Linked DNA regions of Zea mays: regions 1 and 2 are each linked to region 3. A link is a contact called in public Hi-C data. All regions are on one chromosome and are shown on one strand. The core of a region is the stretch at or near the end of the contact, and the rest is flanking DNA. Distances in the headings are between cores, read along the strand shown. Region 1 holds the start of LOC100284093. Region 2 holds the start of mbd109 (methyl binding domain 109). Region 3 holds the start of LOC100281966 (expp1 protein).

Region 1 (3,646 bases), core at 107-2,606, 230 kb after region 3:
TCATCAAATACAACGTCGCTAGAGACTTCAACTAATCCTGATGATTTGTTGAAGACCCTATACGCCTTTGTATTTGAGTCATACCCTAGTAAAAACCCTTCTACAGCCTTGGGAGCAAATTTAGAATGTCTACTTCACCAGAATGTAGCATTTGCTCCCAAATACACGAAAGTAAGAGACATTGGGTTTGTTACCGGTAAGGAGTTCGTAGGAGGTCTTCTTGAGGAGGCGATGCAGATAGAGCCGTTTTATGGCATGGAAGGTTGTGTTCACAGCTTCTGACCAAAACTGCTCGGGTGTCTTGAACTCTCCAAGCATCGTTCTCGCCATATCGATAAACGTCCTGTTCTTCCTCTCTACCACACCGTTTTGCTGTGGTGTGTAGGGAGCTGAGAACTCGTGCTTGATGCCTTCCTCCTCAATAAATTCTTCAACTTGTAGATTCTTGAACTCGGACCCAAAATACTTATAGAAATGGCCCAAGAGCATATTTCCCTTTCAAAGATAGGGGCCTAGCCGCCCTCCACTTCTGAGGCGTCCTTCACCCTGCTCGTGGCGGCGACGACCAATACCAAGGTATTGGAAATTAAGGAAACACACACGAAGGAAGGTTTTGCTTAGGGGAGGGACAAAAGCAAAACATTATTTTTGTTACCACAGACACTAGTGATAAATTATTCAACTCCATATCTAGATTGGTCATAAGAGATTTCGAAATAGCAAAAATGTACTATGATTTTTTAAAAAAAATCATTCTGTATGCTATCGGATTTTATATTTATTCCTTGTGTGCCATTAAGTGGCATATTGGTATTTTTTGTGTGTGTATAACATGTGGGGCTAGTGATACACAAAGAATGGGTATATTTTCCAATGGTAGAGGGAACCACCCCAAATTTAAACTACAACTACATAAACTTCATGGAGTTAACCCAGTTAATAATTTAGGAGTTGAGCTATTTGACAATTTATTTAGCTCTTCTTAAAGACATGTTTGGTTCGTAGCTAACCGCGTTACACTTTGCCTAATATTAATCGCTCGAATTGGAGAAATAACCTTAGATAGAAAAATTAAATAAAGTGTGACAAATTAGGCAGCGAACTAAAAAGTCTAACATGCCTTAGTCAGCTGGAAAGCTTTGCTATCAATAAGAACCTCCTCCGTTAATAAAAGCGTAAAACAGTTAAATTCTACAACATTCCTGAAAAATCGAACATAGGACTTCAGCCGCCAATCGGGCTGTTATAACGTGTCTTTTTCTTCAAACTGCATCACTTTTTCTGCAAATGAACCTTGCAAGAATCATTTGGGCTGCTGTCCAAACCCGTAAAACGACAATCTTGCCAGGGCCTAAATGACTGGGTCCACCGACCGAACTCCGGCCCACCATTCAGAAATGCGGCCCATGACGAACCCGCCCCTGCTCTCACCGTCCCCGTTCCCTCTTCTCCTCCGCCTCCTCCACCTCTCGCGCGCCCCTCGCCGCCGGAACCCTACCACCGGGCGGGCACCTACTTGTACTTCCCGCGACCGCCTCCCGCTCCTCCTCCCCGCTGCCATGTCCTCCGCTTCCAACACCGCCCCCCACTCCGTCGTCGCCGACCCCACTACTCTTGCCCGCAAAATCGCAGACATCCGTGCCGCCGGACCCACCAAACTCCAGGCAGGCACCCCTTCCGTTCTTAAATATCGTTTGACTTTTGGCTTCCTTGGTACGTGGAATCCGGGGTCCGGGAATCCTAACTAGGATTGCCATTTGCTCAGGTTATCGCCGACTTCGATGGCACGCTCACGCGGTACTGGTACGACGGCGCCCGCGGGCAGAGTACGTTTTCGCTTCTGCTACACAAGTTTTGGAGGTCCTAGTATTTAAGGTTTTGGATGTATCGAGAGGTTTATTTGTGTCTCTGTGTGGATGCTAGGTAGCCATGGACTGCTTAGGCAAGGGAACGAGGAGTACGACGCCAAGAGAGAAGCGTTGTATCAGCACTACCACCCCATCGAGATCTGCCCCGACATCCCACTCTCGGAGAAGGCCAAGCTCATGGAAGAATGGTACTACGTTCGTAATTCACAATAAATGAATATCTTCTTATTGATTTTAGCTGGCATGTAGATTGTTGGTGCAGTGAGTGAAGTGTGCTCTCACAGTGTTCATTCTTCTTATATGGATACTAAAATGTCACCCCGTTGCTGGAATTGTATTGGTAGAATCTGTGAAGTTGGCGTGGCTGAAGCATACTTAAAATGCATAGTGCTTGACTCTGGATCCAGTAACATAGATATAAGATTGCTAAATGCAGAAGAGCTGTCTAGTCATGGTGAATCTTGACTGATCATTATTGATTTAATGTCTAACTGTGTTGTAACCCACTTTCCACATAGTTCTAGTATTACCATATATATTTTCATTTCTGATAATTTGGGATCCTGTTTGTTGTAGCAGCTGAACAAAACGTAGTACATGCTTTCTTGTATACCATGGTACCTGAATGTGAAAACATTTACCGCAGAACTGAAAACTGAATTCTTCAAACTATTTGTTCTCTGACAAGCTTCATCAGTTGTCTACCATTTGGCTTAAAGTTTTAATGCAACATGAAGTCATCAACTCTATATATTTTCAACAGCAGGAGCTGAATCACTTACAATTGAAGTTGTTGTGTGCTACAGGTGGGAGAAGACTCATGGTCTTCTTATTGAAGGCGGTCTTACATACGAAGCTATCACAAAATCTGTCTCTGATGCCGCAATTGCTTTCAGAGAGGGTGTGGTGGAGCTCTTTGAGTACTTGGAGGTTTTATCAAAACCTTCTCTAGCTAACACAATATTTAGGAACTTTTTTGGGACATGCCTAGATACCCTTTTGTGTTCAGTATGGATTAAGATCAGTAATAACTTTACTATGTCACTTTAAGTAAAAGAACTGACGGTTAAGCTGCTTCATAAAAAGTTCGAAACATGCTTTATCTTCTATGTTTCTCCCTTATTTTCTTTTGATGCCACCCTATGCATGTTTTACTTCTGTGCTACCCTTTTCCTTTTAGCATGATTTCGCTTTCTGTTTTTTTTCCTTAACAGTTTGTCAAACTGAAAGCCTGCAAATTTGTGGTGCTCTCATTTGTGAAGTTTTTTTAGTTTTGGGTATTTCTTTTTGCAGAGTTTATTAGCACATATATGAGTATCAGCAAGCACTTAGTATCAACTGAAATTTGCTATGTTGTATACTTGTCCTTCTGCAGAATTCTTCTTGTTGTCTTGTTGAAGTGAGTTTTGGTGTGCATATGAAGTAGGCTAGTTGGGATTTCAACCCTCAATGCTTCAAATTGTTTCATAAAAAAGTATTTCTTGTTCCTTTTCTACTGTTTGCTTCTTGTCTGTCTTAAATTTATGCCATCAACTGATTTTCCTACTTTGAATGCTATGCATATGGATCCTCAAACTAAAAAAGACTCGATATATGGGGGTACGACAGCCTCCGAGCATTGCATTAAGAAGAAGACCTTACACAGGTTAAGAAAACCCCTAAGCTCCTGCTCTATCCATACCCAACAACACTGTAGCCCATATGAGAACAACCACGTCTGGGGCCAAACCTTAAACTTGTGCTTTGATGCGAGACAAGCGAGGGGATTTTTCTAATTC
Region 2 (3,382 bases), core at 782-3,281, 130 kb after region 3:
TAGAATGTAACCAGTCTGTGAAAAGGTTGTGATAAAGACAAGGCTCAAGCCACCAGTCAATTTCAAATCATCATAATCTCTTACGACACAAGACCATAAATAACATGAACAAGATTACAGAAGTTCAAGCGAGACATATGTGAACCAATATCTGCAGTGTTATTGATCCTCTTTTTTTCCCCAGTATACATCTTTAGATGAAGTCCTCATTTTTGAAGAACCATGTACACAAAAAGAAGAAATTTCCATGATCTACACAAAACAAAAATAAAGCCAACAGTTCTGCATGATTATCGCTTGTTTATACATAGGAATCGACAATTAAGCATATGAAACTTACCGCAACAATAAATCGTCCCAAGAGCCAAAGATGTAATCAATGAGCAAGGACAAATGAATCCTCACCAAATGCCAGGAACTGTTACTATCCAATGGAAAACGTGGGCTGGATGTCATAATCATTTGATGCATTTACAACAACGTGATAAATATGTTCATTGCCTATCTGAACTCTTCATATGCTAGTACCCTATTAAGCAATTAATGTCAAGTGTCTGCCTAATGGGTCTTGAAAGGCTTGTATTTCAGTTCATGGAATAAAATGTGAAAACAATATGCCCAGATGTTCCCAGGAGCTTATCTGTACTATCAACATTATAAAACCAAGTGAAAGATCTAGACTCTCCATATTATGCTTATTTTTCGTTTCATTTCATAGTGTATACAAAATCAAATAAAGAACATGCTTAGTAGGCTAGCTGCACCGCACTCAACAATTCTGCATCAAGCTTCCACACAGGTCAGCTAAAGACAACTTCAATGAAGTTGCACAATATAACCAAATAAGCCAAAAATCATATAATATAACCAAATATGCCAAAATCAAGATAGGAGATGCCAAAATAACTTTAAGATGTTGCTAAGACAATAAGAACTCATGATTGATTGGGTATAGTCTAGTCAAGTTCAGTGTTACTGGGTCACAGGTGCAGGTGAGACACGACAAGAGATAAAATAGATTGCACAACGATGGCTAACCATGTTAGGATCCACCCATACTGCTTAGCAAGGACCAAATAAGAGCCAAAACACACTATCGAGAGGTCTAAAGTCGAAACTTGCTTATACGATAAACGTATCATCCCCGGGTAAACTGAACCCAACGGACTGTAGGCCCTAATAGGTTTACAGAAATGACTTGGATGTTGCAATAGGGAGAGCTATAAAAGTGAAGTCCACAATACTCACTCCCACATCGCGGTCCGGTGGGGCAGCTCGAGCCCCATACCGCTCACGAGCCCATAGAGCTCCCTATAAAGTTAAATCTTATATTTCTTATTATGTATTCATGATTTTCATTGTTCATGGACGTCTCAATATAGAACTACTTTAAACAATTATATTCGTCTACTGTGAGTTTTTAGTGAGATTTTGTTACTGTAACGGTTTGGTCCTAATTTTTTCAGGCTCCATCGCTGTTGGACTCGGATGTTGCAAGTCAATCGCGAGCACGAACAGCGAGCTCAAATCAAGCTCCTAAACCTTATAGCCATGCTCGCATGGACTTAAGACCAAGCAAAATTACAAACGCACGCCCTCACGAACGACACGACTCAATCGAGCTCGGAAACCCTAGAACCCGACGCCACAGCCCCCCGACCGCTCGGTTACGGAGAACAGCAGCGGAATTCGCAGAGACGGAGCCCGAACCCCCCGGATCCGAACGCTAGCAGGCCCCCGCAGCCCTCGGGACCGAAGCAAACGGCGTGCAGGGAGGAGCGTGCGAGGAAATTGAAAGGGGACGGCCAAGCGGGCAGTAAGGGCGAACCTTCTTCGTCCAGCCTGAGGGTGCGGGGAGCTCGGTTGTGCTGGCCTGCTTCTTCTCCGGCGTCTCCTCGACCGCCGGCGCCGGCGCCGCCACGTGCTCCTCGCGGGTTGCCATACCGCTCGCCGGGCTTTCGAGTTTCCTCTTCCCGATATCGCTGTCGCGATGCGCAAAGGCTGGTGCTGAATTGGGGGGGAACGGGTTGGACTTGCAACGGGGGCCGCGGGGCGGGGGACGGCAGAAATAACGGCCCTCCTGGTGGTCTGCCGCCTGCCGCCTGCGCTGCGCCCCCAACTGTCTCGGGCACGCAGACGGCGTGAGCGACTGAGCGCGCGCACATAGACCCGGTGGATGTACTCGTGAGAGCGTGTCGGCAGATACGTGCGGGGGGTCGAGAGTGTAGGTATTGTGGACCGGGTGCAGGAGACGCTCTCGGGCGGCCGCGGGGCGCAAACGGCGGGACCGAGAAGGTGGCAGAAAACTGTATTGCATTCCACGAGCCCGGTCCGCTGTTGTGCGATAGGCGGTGCGATAGGCGCTGTGCGCGGAGTGAAGGTACGATACGCTACCCGCCGGAGCGCAGAGAACGTTCACAAGTGGGGCACGTTTGGACCTTGGAAGCCCCAAGCGTGGGACTGTGGGAGTGGGACGGTGGGACTTGGGAGGCAGGGCTCGCAAGCGGTGGAAGCGTGGCGAGTTTCGACTGGTTGAGTTCGGATAGAGCTACAGTAGCTGCAGATCAGCAGATCGGTTTAGAGATGGCAATTTTACCCGCGGGTTCGGATATCCACGGATATCCGACCTGTCGGATTCGGGTTCGAGTATGAAATTTAACCCGCGGGTCTCACCCGTACCCGACCCGTGATAAAATCGGGTCGGGTACGGGTTTCATCTTTTACCCGCGGGTCCTGGCGGATATCCGAAATTAAAAATACATGTATTTTGAGTTCACCAGAAATCGACCCGATGGTCCATCTTTATTCACCAGAACCGGCCTAATGGTGTACATGCGGCAGATCTAACAACAGAGATGACGGTGGGCTTAAGTCCATTCATTTTAACCAGATGCATTTTTTATCTTTTTACTACTTGAAGTTCTCTCCGATGTTAAAATTTTTATTTTAATTAATACAGCGTGTATGGTACCCAAAATCAACTAGTGGAACATAAAATAATCGCTTGCTGATGTCATAGAGAGACATATTTCTGTTATCCTTGGCTACCATATATCTTGCTAGCTTGCTATATATTAGGTCTAGCTAGGCGGTTGGGTGCTGTCAGCAATTACTTACTAGTCAGACGAACTTCTTTAGTATATTAATTGTTGAAAGGTTTTTATTACGTACTAATTCCTTTCTTATTAGTTGTTTGTAATTTGTGATATTCTTGGTAATTCATGAGTAGTTGATTGCCCAACAGTCCAAGTTCGTCTCTTGTTGTTTTGTTGAATTGAATACTTTGAAGTTTGGTTCAAGTGTAAACGCTATGTACTCATATAGCTTGCTTCTCTAACAGTAATCAGATTTATTATGTCTTGTTTTTTGTTCTACCTTGTCA
Region 3 (3,453 bases), core at 522-3,021:
GTTGAACTAACAAGCATAGACAGATAGACTCCTGATTTTAAATTTTGAAATGTAATGCTTTCACACTCACAGCACTTGCATTTATCCTTGGAAAACTATGGAGATTGAAGAGCAAACAGAAATTTTTAAAACACACTCGGTTTCTCCAAGGATCTATGCATGCTGAAAATGGATCTCAGGTGCAAAAGGTTAAGACTCATTAAAGTCTTAATGTTGAGTTTGTGATCCAAATTCTGAAGAAGGCGGCCAAGTTGGCGAGCGAAGCGGAGGCCCGTCGCCGGTACGGATCGTTTTAGGGTTTCACCTCTATAAATATCTTTGTAAGCCGCAGGAGATATCCATCTCTATTTGTAAATCTCCTGCGATCTGTAACCACCCAAAAATAGTGAGAAGTTGCCGGCCGGCGCCCGTGGTTTTTTTTTTCCCCTTCACTTTGGAGGGGTTTTCCACGTTAAATCCGTGTCTACTCTGTGATTGATCCTATTTGTGTCGCATTTATTTATAACACTTAAAGTATCTTGTGCTTATATTTTCTCACCATACAAGTAAAACGAGTTCTTGTAAAACTAGGAGCAGATAAAGAATTTTCACCAGATAAAGAAAGAGGGAGTTTGGTTTCAGTTCAATATCACATGTTACTTCATTATTTCGGGGTTTCACTCTTTTACCTGGTTTTTACTTTTCTTAGCATTTGTTGTTTCACAATAAGAGTCGCTTACTTTGGACCTCATTGTACAAGACTTCCTGAAATAGATTATTTCTTGCTACTTAATGAATGGCAGTGTACCTTCCATTTTATGCCAAAAAGATCTTAAACAAAATCAAATCACAAGTTACAGACGATGCTAAGCATATTGATATAATGCAATTCATTGAATACTTCTAAGATCAGGACCATGCACTACGATATCTACAAGTTACACCAAATACAACACGATCTCCCAACAACATAAAACTAATCCTTTGATCCTATTAGCCATTCACTACTACTGGAGTAATGGATCAAAATTTTGCATTGAATGAAACAACCGAGCAGCAACTCACCAACTCTGTTACTTCAAGGTCGCATTAAGCAGATTAACAGTTTCTACAGAAAGCACCAGGATCATGCTAAACAGCTCTACTTCCTGTTAGAACAATAAATAAATGCTAATCGATCCTACCTCGGGCGTGGTAACTGACCTCCACCTACTTACACATTTCCACAAGAACACAGAGTGCATGCTCCGCCGGAATTCAGATCCGACCCAAACTTATTGACTCCAAAGAAGAAAGCAGAACCCCAAAGAAAACAAGAAGACCAGGATCGCTTACTGGGTTGAATCCAGTGGTGGTGTTGATGGTGAGGAGAGAGATCTCATCGACCTTGGGGCGGAAGACGGCGAGCTGCCCGGAGGCAGCGAGGTTGAGGCGGCGGTCGCAGGGGGAGAGCTGTGTGTTGCCGGAAAAGAAGGCGTTGTATCCCGCGAAGACGACCCCGAAGGTGAAGCCGTCCCCGCGCTGGATCCGTCCGTCGCTGCACGGCTCGTAGACGCCGTTCGTATCCCCCGCCGCCAGCTGCGCGAGGCAGCAGGCAGCTAAGGCGAGAGATACTGCAGCAAGCAGCGTACGCGACGCGTCGGCGGCTGCCATGGCGGTCGGCGACGAGATTTTGCGGGGCGCGTTGGTGGCAACCGAACCGGCCAAGCTGGCTTCCAGTAACCACCGCCGTTTCTGTTGAGCGGAGAGCTCGTGAGCGACAGCGGTAGAGGTGGGTGTGAGGGAGAAAGGTGACTAGGTGAAAGCGGTGGGCCATCACTTTCGGTTGAGCGATGGGCCTTTGAGCGTCTCTATGGGCCAAGACGGGCTATCTAAAGCCATTTTTCAATAAAAAGGAAAAAGGAATTAGAGCTATTTTGGAGGATCATCCAAAATGGCTTCCAGGAGAAGCCCTTAAATGAAGGATCTCTATCAAATAAGGTCTTTTAGGACATGTTTGGCACGGTTCTGATCTGTAAATTGTGGGTCAAGACGGGGATGTAAGAGAAGCTATCTAAAGATATTTTCCAATAAAAAGAAGAAGGAATTAGAGCTATTTTTGAGGCTCGTCCAAATGGTTTTTCACTCCTAGCCCTTAAATGGAGGATCTCTATCAAATACGGTCTTTTAGGACATGTTCGGCACGGTTCTAACCTACAAATTGTGGGCCAAGATGGGTTGTAAGAGAAGTTATCTAAAATTATTTTTAATAAAAAAGAAGGAATTGGAGCTATTTTGGAGGCTCATCCAAAATGGCTTTCGCCCATGGATAGAGGTGGGCGTTCGGGTTACCCGAAAATTTCGGGTCGGGTAACTCGGGTATTTTAAATTTCGGGTTTTGAGAATCGATACCCGAAATTACAACGAGTTTTACAATACCCAAAAAAATCGGGTGCCCAGAATTTTGGGGTCGGGTTCGGATATTTCCGAACTACCCGAACTGTTAGGCTAGTTTCATAAAAACACATGCACCTTATTAAATTAATATAAAAATACAGTTTGAATAATAATATACATGGGCATAAAAAACACAAGCAATCTACAATCACAGGTCATACATACTTACATATAATTATAGATGCATAAATTAATAATTAAGAATGACATGAGCACATGACACATGAAAGTTCGGATATTTCGGGTACCCGATTATAATAACTGATATAAATTCGGGGTTTGCAAGTTGCTACACGGAATTCCGGAATGAAATTCGGGTTTTAGGTATTTCGGGTTCGGGTATTCTGGGTTCAGGTTACGGGTTACGGTTTTTTTGCCAGCCCTACCCGTGGAGAAGCCCTTAAATGGATGATCTCTATTAAATAAGGTCTTTTAGGACATGTTTGGCACAGTTCTCACCAGCAACTTATGGGCTAATATGGGACGTAAGAAAAGCTATCTAAAGCTATTTTTCAATAAAAAAGAAGGAATTGGAGTTATTTTAAAGGCTAGTCAAAAATGGCTTTCGCTCCTGTGGAGAAGCCCTTAAATGGAGGATATCTATCAAATAAGGGTTTTTAGTACATGTTTGGCACAATTCTGACCTGCAAATGAGAAATACAACACTTTAGAAGAAGCCATTTTGTGTTAGAGGAGACGAAGTCATTTGATGTAAAAAAATGAACCGTGAGAAGTGGTTCCTTTTCAAGTGCTTCGACTCCTATAAAAAGGCACTTGAGAGGAGCCGTGCCAAAACAAGCTCTAAAGATAATTTGGAGGCTGTCGGCGTTTCGAGACAGGGGGTCCCTAAGCCGACGAGTGAGTGTGCTGCGTGCCCCAGCCCAGATGGGTCGAGCGCGTGGGCGAGCGCGGAGGGGGGAGAGGCGAGGTGGCCGGAGCCGAGCGTGAGAGAGGTGGAAGTCCCGCGGCCTTCGTGTTCGTCCCGCGCCCAGGTCAGGTGCGCTTGCAGTAGGGGGGTTACAAGCGTCCACGCGGGTG

Evidence for each region. A called contact is a pair of places that touch in the nucleus more often than the background predicts.
Region 1: a Hi-C map of ear shows a contact between it and region 3, with 2.0 times the contacts expected there. The contact joins the promoter of LOC100284093 here to the promoter of LOC100281966 in region 3. A contact is called at or near these places in 2 of 25 Hi-C or Micro-C datasets (ear and leaf).
Region 2: a contact with region 3 is called in a Hi-C map of tassel, with 2.5 times the contacts expected there. The contact joins the promoter of mbd109 here to the promoter of LOC100281966 in region 3. A contact is called at or near these places in 4 of 25 Hi-C or Micro-C datasets (leaf and tassel).

Annotation. Positions count from the first base shown.
Region 1 is chr5:16,932,709-16,936,354 of Zm-B73-REFERENCE-NAM-5.0, reverse strand. LOC100284093 reads left to right here and starts at 1,356. Exons shown (of 9, transcript NM_001156991.2): 1 at 1,356-1,664; 2 at 1,766-1,826; 3 at 1,924-2,056; 4 at 2,675-2,798. The coding sequence starts at 1,398.
Region 2 is chr5:17,037,280-17,040,661 of Zm-B73-REFERENCE-NAM-5.0, reverse strand. mbd109 (methyl binding domain 109) reads right to left here and starts at 2,031. Exons shown (of 3, transcript NM_001112051.1): 1 at 1,829-2,031. The coding sequence starts at 1,942.
Region 3 is chr5:17,166,924-17,170,376 of Zm-B73-REFERENCE-NAM-5.0, reverse strand. It overlaps LOC100281966 (expp1 protein), which reads right to left and starts at 1,771. Exons shown (of 3, transcript NM_001154883.2): 1 at 1,315-1,771. The coding sequence starts at 1,632.